5 separate regions of the Mus musculus genome follow, and regions 2, 3, 4 and 5 are each linked to region 1. The links are chromatin contacts, called in public HiChIP or PLAC-seq, Micro-C and promoter capture Hi-C maps. All regions are on one chromosome and are shown on one strand. Each heading gives the region's core, a stretch centred on a gene start, on an enhancer-like site or on the middle of the called end of the contact. The rest is flanking DNA. Distances are from core to core; before and after follow the strand shown. Region 1 holds the start of Tipin (timeless interacting protein). Region 2 overlaps Dpp8 (dipeptidylpeptidase 8). Region 3 holds the start of Hacd3 (3-hydroxyacyl-CoA dehydratase 3). Region 4 overlaps Hacd3 (3-hydroxyacyl-CoA dehydratase 3). Region 5 holds the start of Smad3 (SMAD family member 3).

Region 1 (2,698 bases), core at 84-2,583:
AGAGAGCCTCAGATACCCTGGAATCATACACGGCTGTGTCACTATGTGAGTGTACTAGAGTCCCCTACATGAGCAACATGTACTCTTAATGGTTAAGCCATCTGTATGTCTCAGCCCCCCCCCCCCCCCTTTGAGACAGGGTCTCTCACTGTGCCTGGAACACATCAGTTAAACCTGGCTGGCTGGCTAGCCAGCTGGAGGAATCTGATTTTTGCCTTCTCAGAATCGGGATTCCGGGTAATATCAAGCTGTTTTTTAACCTGGGTATTGGAGATCTGAACTCAGCTCATCATGCAATGTGGGGGAGTCCTTTACCCTCTGAGGGATCTCCCCAACCCTGCCCTCCCTTTTTGTTGTTTGTTTTGAAACAATATCTCACTGTGTAGCACTGGATGGCCTGGAACTCCAGGGATCTGCCTAAGATTAAAGGTAAACACTGGATCCAATACTTTTTTTTTTTTTTTTTTTTTTTTTGATTTTTCGAGACAGGGTTTCTCTGTGTAGCTCTGGCTGTCCTGGAACTCACTTTGTAGATCAGGCTGGCCTCGAACTCAGAAATCCACCTGCCTCTGCCTCCCAAGTGCTGGGATTAAAGGCGTGTGCCACCTCGCCCGGCCGGATTCAATACTTTTAAAGAAAACAGGGAACCCTCCTTTTTTTGTTGTTGACATATTTCTTTTTTCTTTCTTAAAGATTTATTTTATGTATGTGAGTACACTGTAGCTGTCTTCAGACACTCCAGAAGAAGGCATCAGATCCCATTACAGATGATTGTGAGCCACCATGTGGTTGCTGGGGAATCGAACTCAGGACCTCTGGAAGAGCAGTCAGGGCTCTAGTCACTGAGCCCTCTCTCCAGCTCTTGACATATTTCTTTGGGTCTACACGTCTAACCCTAACTACAAACTACAATCTTTTCCTCATATCTTTATTTAATTAACAAAATTCATAGTCGTGGCATTTTGCTATTCTGAAGATGCAGTAATTTTCCAGCCAAAGTTGTTTGACACTACGTTTTACTCCTCTACAAATCAGTTTTCTTTTCTTTCTTTTTTTTTTTTTTCTCGTAGACGCTGGCCTGGAACCTGTGGCGATCCTCCTACCTCAGCCTCCGAGTGCTGGGATTCCAGGCGTGCACTATTATGCCTGGCTTCCATCGTTCGTGTTCTAAACCCGGAGACCTATTTCTGGAGCTAATAAAGCGCCCAGAACTCATTGCCGTCCCAGACATTCCGGATGGGTAGGCGGGCTTCCGAGCGCGGTGGGCGGGGCTCAGACCCTTAGGCTCCTCCCACGCCTCTTCGCCTACCCTTGGCGCCAAATTTCTCAGCTTGTCTCGCGGAGCCGAGTCTCGCGAGAAGCGGTGTTGGCGCGCTTGGCGGCGGCCGCTGTCTAGGTGAGGTGAGACCGGTTTCTGTGAGCGCAGATTTTGGAAGTGGAGCCCGCGTTGCAAAGGCGGCGCGGGGCGCGGGAGATGGGGTCTCACCCAGGAGCCAGGCGGAAGCGGGGCTGAGGAGGAGCGGGCGGAGCGGGTGGGAGGCGCCGCGGGAGGATGGCGGGCCTGCACCGGAGCCGCGCGCACGGACCTAGCTGAGAGGGAGGCTGGGAAGCGGACTCGAGGGGAGGCGAGGGAGAGGTGACATCCCTAGGGCTGGCGCCGACGGTGGGACGAGAGTGAGGGTGGTGGGACTTCCTTTAGGGCGAGGAGCTCCTGTTTTGACAACTAGGGAAAACGGTAGGTTGGAAACAGGTCCGGGAAGGACTTGTGGATCGGATGTTGAATTTGTCACGCACACTGCTCTGGGAGTTTGAGGACCTGGAGGGGGAAAGAGACTTAACTCGTTAGTGTCTAAAACACGTGTGACAGTTGTCAAGGAGAGAAGGAAGGGCTGTGAACATCTAATTCTTTACAAACACTGAGAGAAACCAGTTTACTGATAAGCCCCACTGTGCTTTTTTGGTTAATTGCTGGTTATTGTAGTTTTAAGTCCTGTTCTCAAACTCCCATTAGAATGGGATTGAGTGTACTAACTAGATGTTTTGAGGATTGGGGTGCTTGTTCTGGGCCTGGAACCCAGGCCAAGTGGTCCTAGGTAGAGTTATAATCTACCCTTGGTTCCCACATTTAAAGGTACTCAAAGACGTAGCGGTTTATTATCAGGAGCCAGTACTTTGTTTTTATAAATTTACGGTCACAAATTTAGAATTGGGGACAGCTAGTAAAGGCGATATAGTGCTGGGGAACAAGCCTTACTGAGTGTGATCCCTGGGTCTCATGCAAAGCTGGAAGGAAAGAATTGACTCTACCCACAGAGTCCTTTGCTACTTTGTGGATTCTTTCTTCCACCCTTCTCTACCCTTAATCTACCCTTTAGGCTCCCTAAAAAACGAGAGGATAGGGGGAAAAATGGCAACATTATCTTTACCCTGCAGATGAGGAGTGTCAAGTTCCTTGGGGCATGTTTGAGGCAAGGTGAGGACCTTGAGGATGTGTTATTTCTTCTCTTGCTCACCACTAAACAAAACCACAGCCAACAGCAAGCAGTCAATCCTGGCCTTTACCCTCTGAAAAGTCCTGAGGAAGCTATCTGCAGTTAGCAGAATCGCCGTTACAGCATTAGAGCTCAAGGCCTGTCATACCAGCTGCTGTGGGCAATCTGAAGCAGCCAATTCCCATACCAGGAGTTAAAATGAAGAA
Region 2 (2,698 bases), core at 129-2,628, 790 kb after region 1:
TCAGTCCGCCTCAGAACCCTGGCAGTGCAGTAGCTTGTTTACACTAACAGTGCCCCAAACCCAGGAGAAATGCACCGTGTCCCGCCAGCTGTGCTGTCATTAGACATTTTCAGCTCCGTTGTGATCCCACGGGACCACCACTTCATGAGTGCCCTGAGCTGACTGAAACACGAGCGTGCAGGGCATGGCTCACTCCTCCTCTCAGTAGCTACAGCTCCTTTTCTAGTAAAGCCCCAGACGCAGTCTCTCTCTGTGTCACTTTGAAGGGTAGTCTCTAGGGTGATAAAGTGATTTAAAAATCATACTTTTACACTAATTTGTCTAACATGAGAGAGATAGCCGGACTGATAACAGTGTTCATTAGAATGCTACATCTCGCTGTCACTCAGCAACAGAGACAAGGGGGGCCAGAAGATGGTCTTAATTGTCCTTGTCACTGTTACTTGAATGACATATTCTTTGGTGTAGATAATTTGGCAACTTTCTCTGTGGGGTGGATTATCTTACCTTACTTAAATCTTAACTATCTGAGCTAGAATGAAGTCTGCAGTTGTTTGGTATTTGCCGTGAAGCTCTAAGTGTGAGACTAAGTGTGAGCAACACAAACATGCCTAGACGAGAGTCAGTTTAAAAGTGGATCCCGTCACACTTACGCTTCAACGGGAAGAGAAGTAGGAAGCTCAGTTTCCTGGTGCTCGCCTCGCCGTGGACCCCCCTCTCACGCTCTGTATGCTGCCACGCAACTCCACTCAAGATGCGCCTCTCTTCCAGGTGCAGCTGGTGAACAATCGGTTTAAAGGAGTCAAGTATTTCCGCCTGAACACCCTGGCCTCCCTGGGTTATGTGGTTGTGGTGATAGACAACAGGGGATCCTGTCACCGAGGACTTAAATTTGAAGGCGCCTTTAAATATAAAATGGTGTGTGAACATAGAGCATTTTCTTTTCAAATGTTTTCGTTTTGAGTTGGGGGAGGATCTAAGTGACAGAATGAGGGAGCACGGGTTAGACTTGAGCAGTGGGAAGGAAGGCACAGTTGGGTTTACACTATACTCACTCCTGGTTACCTGTATGCAATGCCCAGGAGCTGAGGTAGAACCACTTCTGCACAAAAATACTCTTCTAAGTTGTACCCGCAGCTCCCTACAAAGCAGCCCCATCTAGCGTGCAGAGACCCATATGTAGCTAAGAAATAATTGAGATTTGTTCTGTCCTCTGTGAAGAGGGAAACCGACTGGTTAGTTCCTTCCTTGTGACAAGCCTCTTTCTCTCTGCAGGAAGCTTTAAATGCTACCTTTTAGAGATGCCCCAGGTCCTTTCTGCTGCTTTGGGAAATGATGACAGGCCGATGTTCCTTTTGCACTGTAAGGCAGTCCCTGTGGTTGCCAGTGTGTTGGACATGCTGAGTAAGACATGGGATGCTCTCCCACAGACAGTTCTTTGACCTTATGTTGTATTCTCATGTAAGTTTTTGGTTGTTTTATTTTTTTGGTTTTGGCTCAGTGAAGCGAGACTGTGTGCACTGGCAGGCCAGGTGATACCCTGGGTGGTACTGGCAGGCCAAGTGATACCCTGGGTGGTACTGGCAGGAACTAAGCCGTCCAGAGCTTTGCTAGAGGTAAAATGCTGGAAAAGAGGAAGTTAGGGCCTCAGGGGTAATGTCCTCTGTTTTGTTGCACTTAAGTGCTAAAAGGAGAAGTAAAATTAATCTCTTAAAGGGGCTGAATTTTTGTCTTTGGATAGAGGAAGGCTTGTTACAAGGAAGTTGCTGGCCTCTTAGCAGACAACAGAACAAACGAGTGGGAGACACGATGTAGTTAGGGACAGTGTGGGCAATGACAGGAAAGGCCTGGGGACTAAACCCCCATCAGAGTAGCAGGTCCTTACCTATAGAAGCATTTTTATTTTACATTTCCTGGGGCAAAATAGAATATCACTTGTTAATTAAACTCTAATCTGAAAAGAGAAACTCTCCAGGAATTTTTAGTAAAAACATGAAGCAGCATTAAAAAGAATTCTCAAAGACTCTAGTGTACATCAGAGCCAGTGAGCTTTCCCCCTCTTTGACAGGGTCAAATAGAAATCGATGATCAAGTGGAAGGACTCCAGTACCTAGCATCTCAGTATGACTTCATTGACTTGGATCGAGTGGGCATCCACGGCTGGTCCTATGGTGGCTACCTCTCCCTGATGGCATTAATGCAGAGGTCGGATATCTTCCGGGTACGTAGCTATTATTGTATTTCAGTTTTTGCTTGTTTGTTTTCTTGATTTCGGGTTTTTTTAGGCAGAGTTTCTCTGTGTAGCCCAGGCTGGCCTTGAATTCAAAGATTTCCCTGCCTCTGCCTCCCACATGCTGAGATTAAAGTTGTTCACCACCACCACCCAGCTCTCTTGTTTGTTTTTGTAATTAGATAGAATTCTGTTCATCGAAGACACCTGGAAGTGGTAATTTTTTTGAAGGCTCATGGTATTGCCAATATTGTAGAGACTTCTCTACAATATTGCTGAGTTTGTGTTTTGCAACATGGGAAATGTACCTTTTGTGTTAACATAGCTTTTTAAACACTTGTCAGCCTGAGCACCAATTTTTAACTACTTATACATGCCAAAGATTAAAAGTCATGACTAGTAAAACACACACACACAGTTACTGGATTGTACTACTTGTTTAATTACTAAAGTACATCTTTGTCCTAT
Region 3 (2,698 bases), core at 145-2,644, 740 kb after region 1:
CAGGAGGCAGAGGCTGGCAGATCTCTGTGAGTTCCAGGCCAGCCTTGGTCTACATAGTAAGTTCCAGGCCAGCCATAACTATATAGCATGACTGTCTCCAAAATACAAAAATAAAAATTAAAAACAAAAACTTTTTTTTCTATTTTAGCAAAGAATCTTGTAGCAGAGTAGAGAACAATAGCACAGAGAATTATTCATCCTATTCTAGAGTAGCATTTATTCGGGTTTGCTTACACCTTAAATGAAATTTACTGCTTACTCAAAGACATTCTGGCCAGTATTAGCTTCATCGTTCACAAGGGGAAATTATTTACATTCCAGAAGCAAAGATTAGACTCAAGTGGACATGGGCACCTAGACCCTGCAAGAAAATAGACCAGATGAATTGATGAATTCAGACAGGTATCTAACTGCGAGCAAGAAACAGTTCAGAGGAATGAAGATTACAATACCATGGATGTCAAGGAGACTAGGGAAAGAACATTCCAGACCAAAACCACTCGCTTCACACAGAATACTGGATGGTCTGGTTAGAGACATGGGAAGTTCCCAGGGATTTGATTTGCTCACATTAATAGGTAAACGTGGTGAAATGAATACTTAATGTCACACGATAATTTCTTTACGCAACTTGCTAAGGCTGAGCTCGCAGCCTTAAAGAGAGGATGGAAATCATTTCCTTGGTGAGCGGAGGTGTGGTGTAGATTTCTATCACTGAACGGTTGGGGGGTTGCCCCCCGCCCAGCCCAGCGACGGGCCTTGAGAAGGTCAATGGGCCGCCCGGACTAAACCTCAGAGGCCAGCGCTGACGTCCTGCTACCGCACAACAGGCCACTGTCAAGCCGCACTTTAGACCCACGGAGCTCATCCCACAATTCAGAGGGCCTTAGGCAACCCGAAGGCCAGCCGCCGGCTTCCAGGACTCTGCTGAGGCTCCCCAGGGCGCCTACCAGGAACAAAGGGGATACCGGGGCCAAGCGCAGAACGCCGGACGGCACCTGCAGCCCCTAAGGGAGACCGGGGCGCTCCACTCGCGGTTCCTGCTGGCGCACTGCAGGAGCGCAAACGCACAGGGCGGCCGACGGGGACCGGGGGGCCCCCGATCCTGCGCGCAGCCCGCAGCCCGGCCTTTACCTGCACGTCACTCAGCTCCACGCGCAGATACAGCTCGCGGTGTCGCTGAGCCCAGTAGACATGCGGCGTCAGCACTTGAGTCTCCATGGCCCACGCTGTCCGGGGGAGCGGGGAGGCTCGGCTTGCTGCGCCTCGTTACCTCGGCCTGTGAGCCGCTGGAGCTAGCAGAACGCAGGCCTCAGACCCGCACGCTCCGCAGCCCGCAGCCCGGCTGTCTCGAGATAACCCACGCTCGCGGCTCGCGCTTGCGCAGTGAGGACCGGGGCGGGAGGGCGGGGCGAACCCAGCGAGGGAGAGGACGGGGCGGGACGTGGGAGAGGCTAGCGGCTGCGCCACGTGATCAGCGGCTCAGTGGCCTTCGGATCAGAGGCTTTTGAGCTCCTCGCTTACCTCCTGTGGCGCTTCAGAGAGGTCCTTGCACAAGAACATGAAAGTGAGAGGCTCTAATCTACAAAGAAAGGGCGGATTGGCGGCGTATGAAGAGGCTTGTGTGCAAGGATCCCTTCCAAGTTTTTTTGTATGATCGCAGCGTTTAGTGAGAACCCACTTCCTCCCTGGGCTTCAAGGCCACACACAGAAAGACAGATGAGCCATTCAAGACATACATTGGTGTTGCTTTTTTTTTTTCTTCCTTCCTTCCTTTCTTTCTTCTTTCTGTCTGTCTTACTATGTAGCTCTAGGTGACCTGAAATTCACTTGGTAGACCAGATCCAGGGACCTGTCGTCTGCTTTTGCCTCCCTTGTGATTTAAAGGTGTGCAACACCTCCCCTGGCCTCAGGCTTCCTGTTTTAAGAGAGATGGTTTCCATTCACTGCCCAACAAACAGAACAGCCCATTCGTTATAGCTATCTACATGAACTAATAAGCAAACAAACAAATCAGTTCCTTGGCATCCCTAGCCCCGTCCTGAGCATTTGAGGACCTGGATGCTGCAGACAGGCACTCTACTATAACCTCAGCTCCTTGTAGTGTCATCATCTGTTTCTAAGTTTTTCTGTAAAGGAGCACAGCTATTATGGGCCCATTTCCAGGGAAATCAATAAGGAGACAGAGACAGAGAGACAGAGATTAGTAAGAGGACTAGAGGACTAGAGGACTATAGCCTAGTCGGTAGTGGGTTTGATCCCCAATAGCACATAAATCAGGACTAGTGGTGAACACCTGTAATCTCAGCACTTGAGATGTTCAGAAGTGCAAAGTCATCCTTAGTTACGTACTGAGTTCAAGGCCAACCTGAACAAACAAAGGAAAGGGAAATAAAGTAGAGTTTATCATCCAGGCTAAAAAGTACACGGTGGTGGGGCAGGGTGAGGGAGACTAGAAGGCAAGGCCAGGGGCAGGGGGATGGGAATAAGGCTTTTATGATGATGTCAGTCAAATGAAAAAGAAACCACACTGTCCTCTCTAGAGACTGCCCCCCCCCCTCCTAGCCCTGTTTGGCTCAGGGCCATGTCTCCCTTCTCAGAGATCAGTCATTACTCCTGCAGAAAGCTTTCATTTGGTCCTTGACACTGATAAAGGCTATTGCCAGGACGTACGCCTAGTTTCTGCTGTTGGCAAGAG
Region 4 (2,698 bases), core at 93-2,592, 720 kb after region 1:
TAGTAATCCGAGAGTAGCTGCACCTGAGACTTCTCCATTCTCTCCTGTGGTCACATGGAGGCTGCTGGTCACAGGTTGACTATAAGCCCTAGGCATGTGGTCCTAGCTGCCACTGTGCTACCCAAAGTCCAATGTCAGGGGTATAAACAAGTCACAGTTCCTCCCCTTTCAACAGACCCCCCACACACACACACACCCCCAGCTAACCGGCTCCACAGCCGAAAACTGCAGGTGGAAAATGCAGAGTCAGACAGTAGGATACTCTACAAGAGTTCATGTCTCTTTTCAAACAGTTTACATTTTCTATTATAATCTTATTTTCTCCATACCTATTTTGCAAAAGAAACGGTACTGTTAATTGACCTACATTCAGACCACTGGAAAACTGTATTCTCTCTAATCTTTTTGAGAGTGCTCATTTGCAAACTGCTATGATCAAACAAAGAAAAGCAAGTTAGACATTAATTATAGCCTCATAAGCGTTGTTTATGCTACTGTTGACTCTTTCTCTATGCTCCACAACACTACACTAGTGAATATTCCACAGAAATTTCTTACTGATGAAGACACATGAGAAGTTTGTAACTTAATGCCACATGTCACATCTGCAGAAACTTCACCTATAGTTCTTGTTTCCTTAAAACACATCCGCAGAAGTGAAACCTCTAGGCCTGCTCCGGTCAGCATGTTCCTCCAGGAACTGACATAGGGAAAGGCAGGTAAGGCAGGAAAGGCAGGAAGGGCAGGAAGGGCAGGAAGGGCAGGAAGGGCAGGAAGGGCAGGTGCCTATTCACGTCCAAGGCAGAGAGAGCCACCTCAGCTGAGGTAGATGAAATGTCATACTTACCTTTTCCTAAAATAAAGAACCGCACTGTGAGGTTGACAAAGATCCAGGAGAACCCCAGGAGCTGCACAAGGTTGTACATGAACAGGTACCCTTTCTTCAAGTTTGTAAGAGCTGCAAAGCAAAGCAGAGCCGGGCCGTGAGCTCCTGAACACAACTCCGGAGGGAAGCCCTGGTGCCCCGTGTCGTGTACTCACCAGCTTCCTTTCATAGCCCTGCCTAGCTCAGGAGAAAAACTCCACCCCTCGAAACAGATAGAGGGAACTATGTCTCCCTTCAGCTTTTGTCCTAGTTAACATAATTCCTCTCCTCTGGGGTTTGGAGCATTGAGGGGATTATTTTTGGTTTTGTTTTGTTTCTTTAAGATCATGCAGGTCAAACTAGCTCACATAATAGGAAGAATAAATGAAAAAAACAAAAGCAATTCTAACATGTGGTCGTATAGACACATAGGCAGTCCTGTCTGCGAAGGGCAAAATGGGAACACAAAGGCAGTGAGAGCACAGCACCGCCTCCAAGGAGCTGATGACGGGCTGGAAAGCCACAGCACAAGCCAGAAGGAGACAGAGAATGTCCTCTGAAAAAAAGACATTAGCCTGGGAAACAGGCAGTCTATGTGGCTAAGCCAGGATCTGAGCTGCGCCTCTAGACATGGGCAGGATGAGGACACAGCCAGAGGCAGAAGAGGGAACAAGCACTCTGTCCACAGAACGAGCTTGGCCTTACAGGCCCCTCCCTCACAAGACAGGGGAAAAGAAAGGACAAAAAGGACAGTCTCTGGCAGAGACTCCAGGCCAACTGTGTCACCAATACTCTCATCAACACTTTACTGATGCCCAGACCACAACAGTATGGTCAAAATAAAACCAGCCCATCTCATAGGGCCAAAAGACACCACATGTAACACACTTAGTCAAACTTCTTCATAATGCAAAATGTACACTTCCTTCCCCATCATGAAGAACCCTAGCATCAGGAAACCATGAATTTATTTAAAAAAAAATCCATGTTTTAAGTTTTTGGTTGTTTTTTTTTTAATTTATCAAGTTTAAAACACTAAAAAGTTAATGTAAATATCAAAGGTAGCCTTTAAAAACACAACTTTATTACTGGGCCAGTCATGTTGGTGCCCAGCACTCTGGAGGCAGAGGCAGGGGGATATCTGTGAGTCTGAAGCCAGCCTGGTCTATGTAGTAAGTTCCAGGCCAGCCAGACCTTGTCGCAAAAGTTTAAAACACAGCAAACGCTAATCACCATCATCATCATCACCATCCCCCCTCACCACCATCATCACTCCCACCATCATCATCACCACATCCCCCCTCACCACCATCATCATCACCATCCCCCCTCACCATCATCATCACCACCATCCCCCCTCACCACCATCATCATCACATCTCCCCTCACCATCATCATCACCACCATCCCCCCTCACCACCATCATCATCACCACCCCCCTCATCATCATCATCACCACCATCCCCCCTCACCAGCATCATCATCACCACCCCCATCATCATCACCACCCCCCTCACCATCATCATCATCACCATCCCCCCTCACCACCACCATCACCATCCCTCCCCACCATCACCATCATCATCATCATCACTATTGTTGTTGTGAGGGGGCAGGCTCATGTGCTGTGGCTCAGTGTGGAGGTCACATGTCTGTGACATCAGTCCTGTGATGTCCGTGCTCTCCTTTCACTTTTGTGTGGCTTCTACAGACTCACATAAAGTTTGTGCAGGCAACTGTCTTCATTGAGGTGGCTCCCTGCGTTGGTCTTTGCCTCCACTAGTCCTCTTTAGAGACTAAGTTTTTATCTTTTAAGATGATTTTTTTAAATCT
Region 5 (2,698 bases), core at 65-2,564, 520 kb before region 1:
CGCTTTGGGAAAATAGGCTCTACAGGAATGCAGGGCCGATGGGAGGCCAGCCCTGGGGTGTTTTGTTATCTGCCTGGAGCTGCCTGCTCCATTCTAGGCACCCGCATACTCTGGATTAAAAAGATCGCAAATCAGCAGGGGTGGGGTGGAAAGAGGGAAAGCCCCTACTTTCTGCCACTTGTTTCTCCCGCTTCAAAGTCGGTGCTCTGCTCTCCAACTAAGTGCGTGCGTGCATGCGTGCACAGGGGGCGGGAGGCTGGCACAACCAAATCTAAAAATACTCAGTAAAAATGCTAATCCCAAAGCAAAGAAAGAGCGAAGAAGGAATCTGTCAATCAACGGGCTCCCGCTCCTCACCCACAGCTGTACCGACTGCATTCCTGTAGACGAGGAAAAGAAGTGGGGGAACAGAGCTGAAGAAAAGAAAGGGACACACGCCACCACCTCCACGAGCGCGGGGCGGGAGGCGGCGGAGGAGGAGGGGCTCGGCCGGCAGAGCCGAACAAAGCGGGGCCTCCACTTGGAGCCCGAAGCCCCGAGAGTTGGGGGGCCAAGCTCAGAAACACCCCTGCTGCCCGGAAGCAGCTGGCGACCCTTGAGGTCTAGAAGCCAAAATGCTGCACGGAAGCCAGGTCTCTGAGGCTAGGCAAATCCGAAGGTTTTGTTTGGGGTCCCTCCACCCACTCCCCGTCCCCTACAGGCGCGCGCACACACGCGCACACGCCCTCCCTCTCCACCCGGGCCGCGCTAGGGGGCTGGGCCAGTGCGCCCCCAGCCGCTCTGGGACCCCACCTGGGGATGGTAATGCACTTGGTGTTCACGTTCTGCGTGGTGATGGCCTTCTCCAGCTCGTCCAACTGCCCCGTCTTCTTGAGCTTCTTCACCAAGCTCTTGACCGCCTTCTCGCACCACTTCTCCTCCTGCCCGTTCTGCTCGCCCTTCTTCCAACCCAGCAGGCGCTTCACGATCGGGGGGGTGAAGGGCAGGATGGACGACATGGCTGGCACCGAAGGGTCACCGGCGCCCCCGGCGGGGCTGGGCGCACTGGGGACGCCGGGGGCGCTCAGAGGCAGCTCGGCCCGCGCCTCGCCCGAACTTCGCTTTTAACTCTGGAGAACTTGCCCGGGCGTCCGGGCCAGGACTGCGGCGCTGCAGCTGCGGGGATCGGGAGCACGGCGGCGCCCGAGCTGCTCCACGCGGACCGACGGACTGACGGGCAGGCCCCGGACGCGCGGGGCGGAGGCGGCGGCCGCGAGACTCCAAGTGGCAGTAGAAAGTTTGGGTTTCCGCACGGGGTAGCTGTTTGGGTGCCGCCTCCGGGAAGGAAAGTCCAACCCCCAGCCAAACTTTGCTGGCCTGGATGGCTTTGGTGCGCAGATCCCTCCGCCTCTGCAGCGCTGCTCCTCCTCCTCCTCCTCCTCTGCGATCGCCGCCTTGCAGGGCCAGCCAGGGCCGAGCAGCCGCGCTACCCGCTCCTCTCCCGCCCGCTCCCAAGTCTACGTTTCACGCAGCTCCGCGTGCAGCCTCCTTCCCAGCGCAGTCGCCGCCCCCTCGCTGCCGGGGCTCCCCGCTCCTCCCCCGCGCCCTGCTCCGGGGAGGACCCGCGGCCTTCCCCGCCCAGCGCCGCCAAGCGCGCCCACGTGGGCCACCGGGTAGGGCGGCCGCCAGCTCTGCCAAGTGCCGAGGGACCGGACTCCTGGGGACTCGCCGCCCCACAGACTCTCAGATACCGTTGCAGGAACTAGAGAGGATTAGACTCACAGGGAACAGGCACTGTCCGTCAAGGGCTGGCTGCACTCCGGAGAGGACTCGGGCGCGGTGAGGGGTTCAGAAAAGCTCCGGGCCCAGGAAGTTGGGGCACGCTGATCTCGCTCAGTGGCCAGAGCTGCTTTAGGTGGTTTTTTGTTTTGTTTTTGTTTTCCTGCTGGGTGAGATCAGAACGGCCGACTGCCTGAGACTGCGGAGGAGGGAGTTGGAAAAGGGGAGAGGGAGACTTAAAAGGAGTTAAGAGACCTCAGTGACAACTTGAACAATAGCTGGAGCCAGGGGTCCCTTGGGCCCAGTGAACCAAGCTTTTTGCAGAAAACGGGCCTCAAAGACATCTGTTGCGTTCCTGAAGGAATGAATGGGGGTGCTTTAGGATTTTTCTTTGGAGGAGGGGAGAGAATTAACATTTCAGGGTGTTACTGAAGTTCCGAAATTCGACACCAAACAAGTAAGAGAGCTTTTGTTTACAAAGCAATGAACTCGCACACACAAAGAGCAAGCCGGAGAGGACTCGAGAAGTTTATTCAAAGTTAGCCTAGGTGGGAAGCCAAGAGAACCTGACTTTGAGTAGCCCTAGGGGCTTTACTGCAGACTAGACGAATTCAGGGCTGGTTGCCCACGGTCCCTCCACGGATTTGGGGCGTTACATTAGACCCTCTGCTCCTTTATCCTGTTTCAGCCTCCCTATCAGGCTAGCCCAGATGCTTAGAGTGTGCTTGGTTTTGCGCACGCGCGAACACACACACACCTATTTCTCTCCCGTGGTGAGAAACAAGTTATTTGCAAACCAAGATCCGGTGCGCTTTACGAAGCCCTATGAAGTGTGGCTCGTCCCACAGAGTCAGCCCTGAAGCTTCAGGGGCCCCCTGCTCTGTCCTCGAGGCTGCCCCACCACCAACCGCCAGCGGCAGCTTGTCAGGGGTTGTGGTTT

The links. Promoter capture Hi-C pulls out the DNA fragments that hold promoters and counts their contacts. Hi-C and Micro-C count contacts between places; a contact is called where the count stands out from the background. HiChIP or PLAC-seq counts read pairs in DNA pulled down with a chosen protein or histone mark.
Region 2: an H3K27ac HiChIP or PLAC-seq map of large pre-B cells shows a contact between it and region 1, with 3 times the contacts expected there. The contact joins the enhancer-like site here to the promoter of Tipin in region 1. A contact is called at or near these places in 4 of 39 promoter capture datasets (cranial neural crest, frontonasal cranial neural crest, hippocampal neurons and 1 more), 2 of 484 Hi-C or Micro-C datasets (granulocyte-monocyte progenitors and stem cell-derived neural progenitor cells) and 4 of 115 datasets of contacts at active chromatin or transcription factors (the 230-238 cell line, the SCID.adh cell line, embryonic forebrain and 1 more).
Region 3: a contact with region 1 is called in a promoter capture Hi-C map of the HPC-7 cell line. The contact joins the promoter of Hacd3 here to the promoter of Tipin in region 1. A contact is called at or near these places in 18 of 39 promoter capture datasets (the 3T3-L1 cell line, the C10 cell line, the HPC-7 cell line and 10 more), 1 of 15 datasets of contacts at CTCF or cohesin (large pre-B cells), 1 of 484 Hi-C or Micro-C datasets (cerebral cortex), 20 of 115 datasets of contacts at active chromatin or transcription factors (the 230-238 cell line, the NIH/3T3 cell line, astrocytes and 16 more) and 3 of 9 other capture datasets (adipose tissue, liver and pancreatic islet).
Region 4: a contact with region 1 is called in an H3K27ac HiChIP or PLAC-seq map of microglia, with 5 times the contacts expected there. The contact joins the enhancer-like site here to the promoter of Tipin in region 1. A contact is called at or near these places in 6 of 39 promoter capture datasets (the C10 cell line, cranial neural crest, hippocampal neurons and 3 more), 1 of 15 datasets of contacts at CTCF or cohesin (large pre-B cells), 15 of 115 datasets of contacts at active chromatin or transcription factors (the 230-238 cell line, the SCID.adh cell line, astrocytes and 11 more) and 1 of 9 other capture datasets (adipose tissue).
Region 5: a contact with region 1 is called in a Micro-C map of embryonic stem cells, with 6 times the contacts expected there. The contact joins the promoter of Smad3 here to the promoter of Tipin in region 1. A contact is called at or near these places in 1 of 39 promoter capture datasets (maxillary cranial neural crest) and 1 of 484 Hi-C or Micro-C datasets (embryonic stem cells).

Annotation. Positions count from the first base shown.
Region 1 is chr9:64,280,252-64,282,949 of GRCm38.p6, forward strand. Tipin (timeless interacting protein) reads left to right here and starts at 1,334. Exons shown (of 8, transcript NM_001324557.1): 1 at 1,334-1,396.
Region 2 is chr9:65,073,668-65,076,365 of GRCm38.p6, forward strand. Dpp8 (dipeptidylpeptidase 8) reads left to right here. Exons shown (of 21, transcript NM_028906.2): 17 at 772-918; 18 at 2,069-2,221. Among named protein-coding and RNA genes, the nearest start is that of Igdcc4, 26 kb to the right of the region's middle. Within about 2 kb of position 1,379, at least 80 of the 459 cell types and tissues checked have an H3K27ac peak or open chromatin away from gene starts, as enhancers often do. A contact at or near this core is called in the 230-238 cell line, where this site is marked.
Region 3 is chr9:65,020,323-65,023,020 of GRCm38.p6, forward strand. It overlaps Hacd3 (3-hydroxyacyl-CoA dehydratase 3), which reads right to left and starts at 1,395. Exons shown (of 11, transcript NM_021345.2): 1 at 1,135-1,395. The coding sequence starts at 1,221.
Region 4 is chr9:65,000,134-65,002,831 of GRCm38.p6, forward strand. Hacd3 (3-hydroxyacyl-CoA dehydratase 3) reads right to left here. Exons shown (of 11, transcript NM_021345.2): 6 at 848-958. Among named protein-coding and RNA genes, the nearest start is that of Hacd3, 20 kb to the right of the region's middle. Within about 2 kb of position 1,343, at least 19 of the 459 cell types and tissues checked have an H3K27ac peak or open chromatin away from gene starts, as enhancers often do. A contact at or near this core is called in adipose tissue, bone marrow-derived macrophages and microglia, where this site is marked.
Region 5 is chr9:63,756,680-63,759,377 of GRCm38.p6, forward strand. Smad3 (SMAD family member 3) reads right to left here and starts at 1,315. Exons shown (of 9, transcript NM_016769.4): 1 at 793-1,315. The coding sequence starts at 998.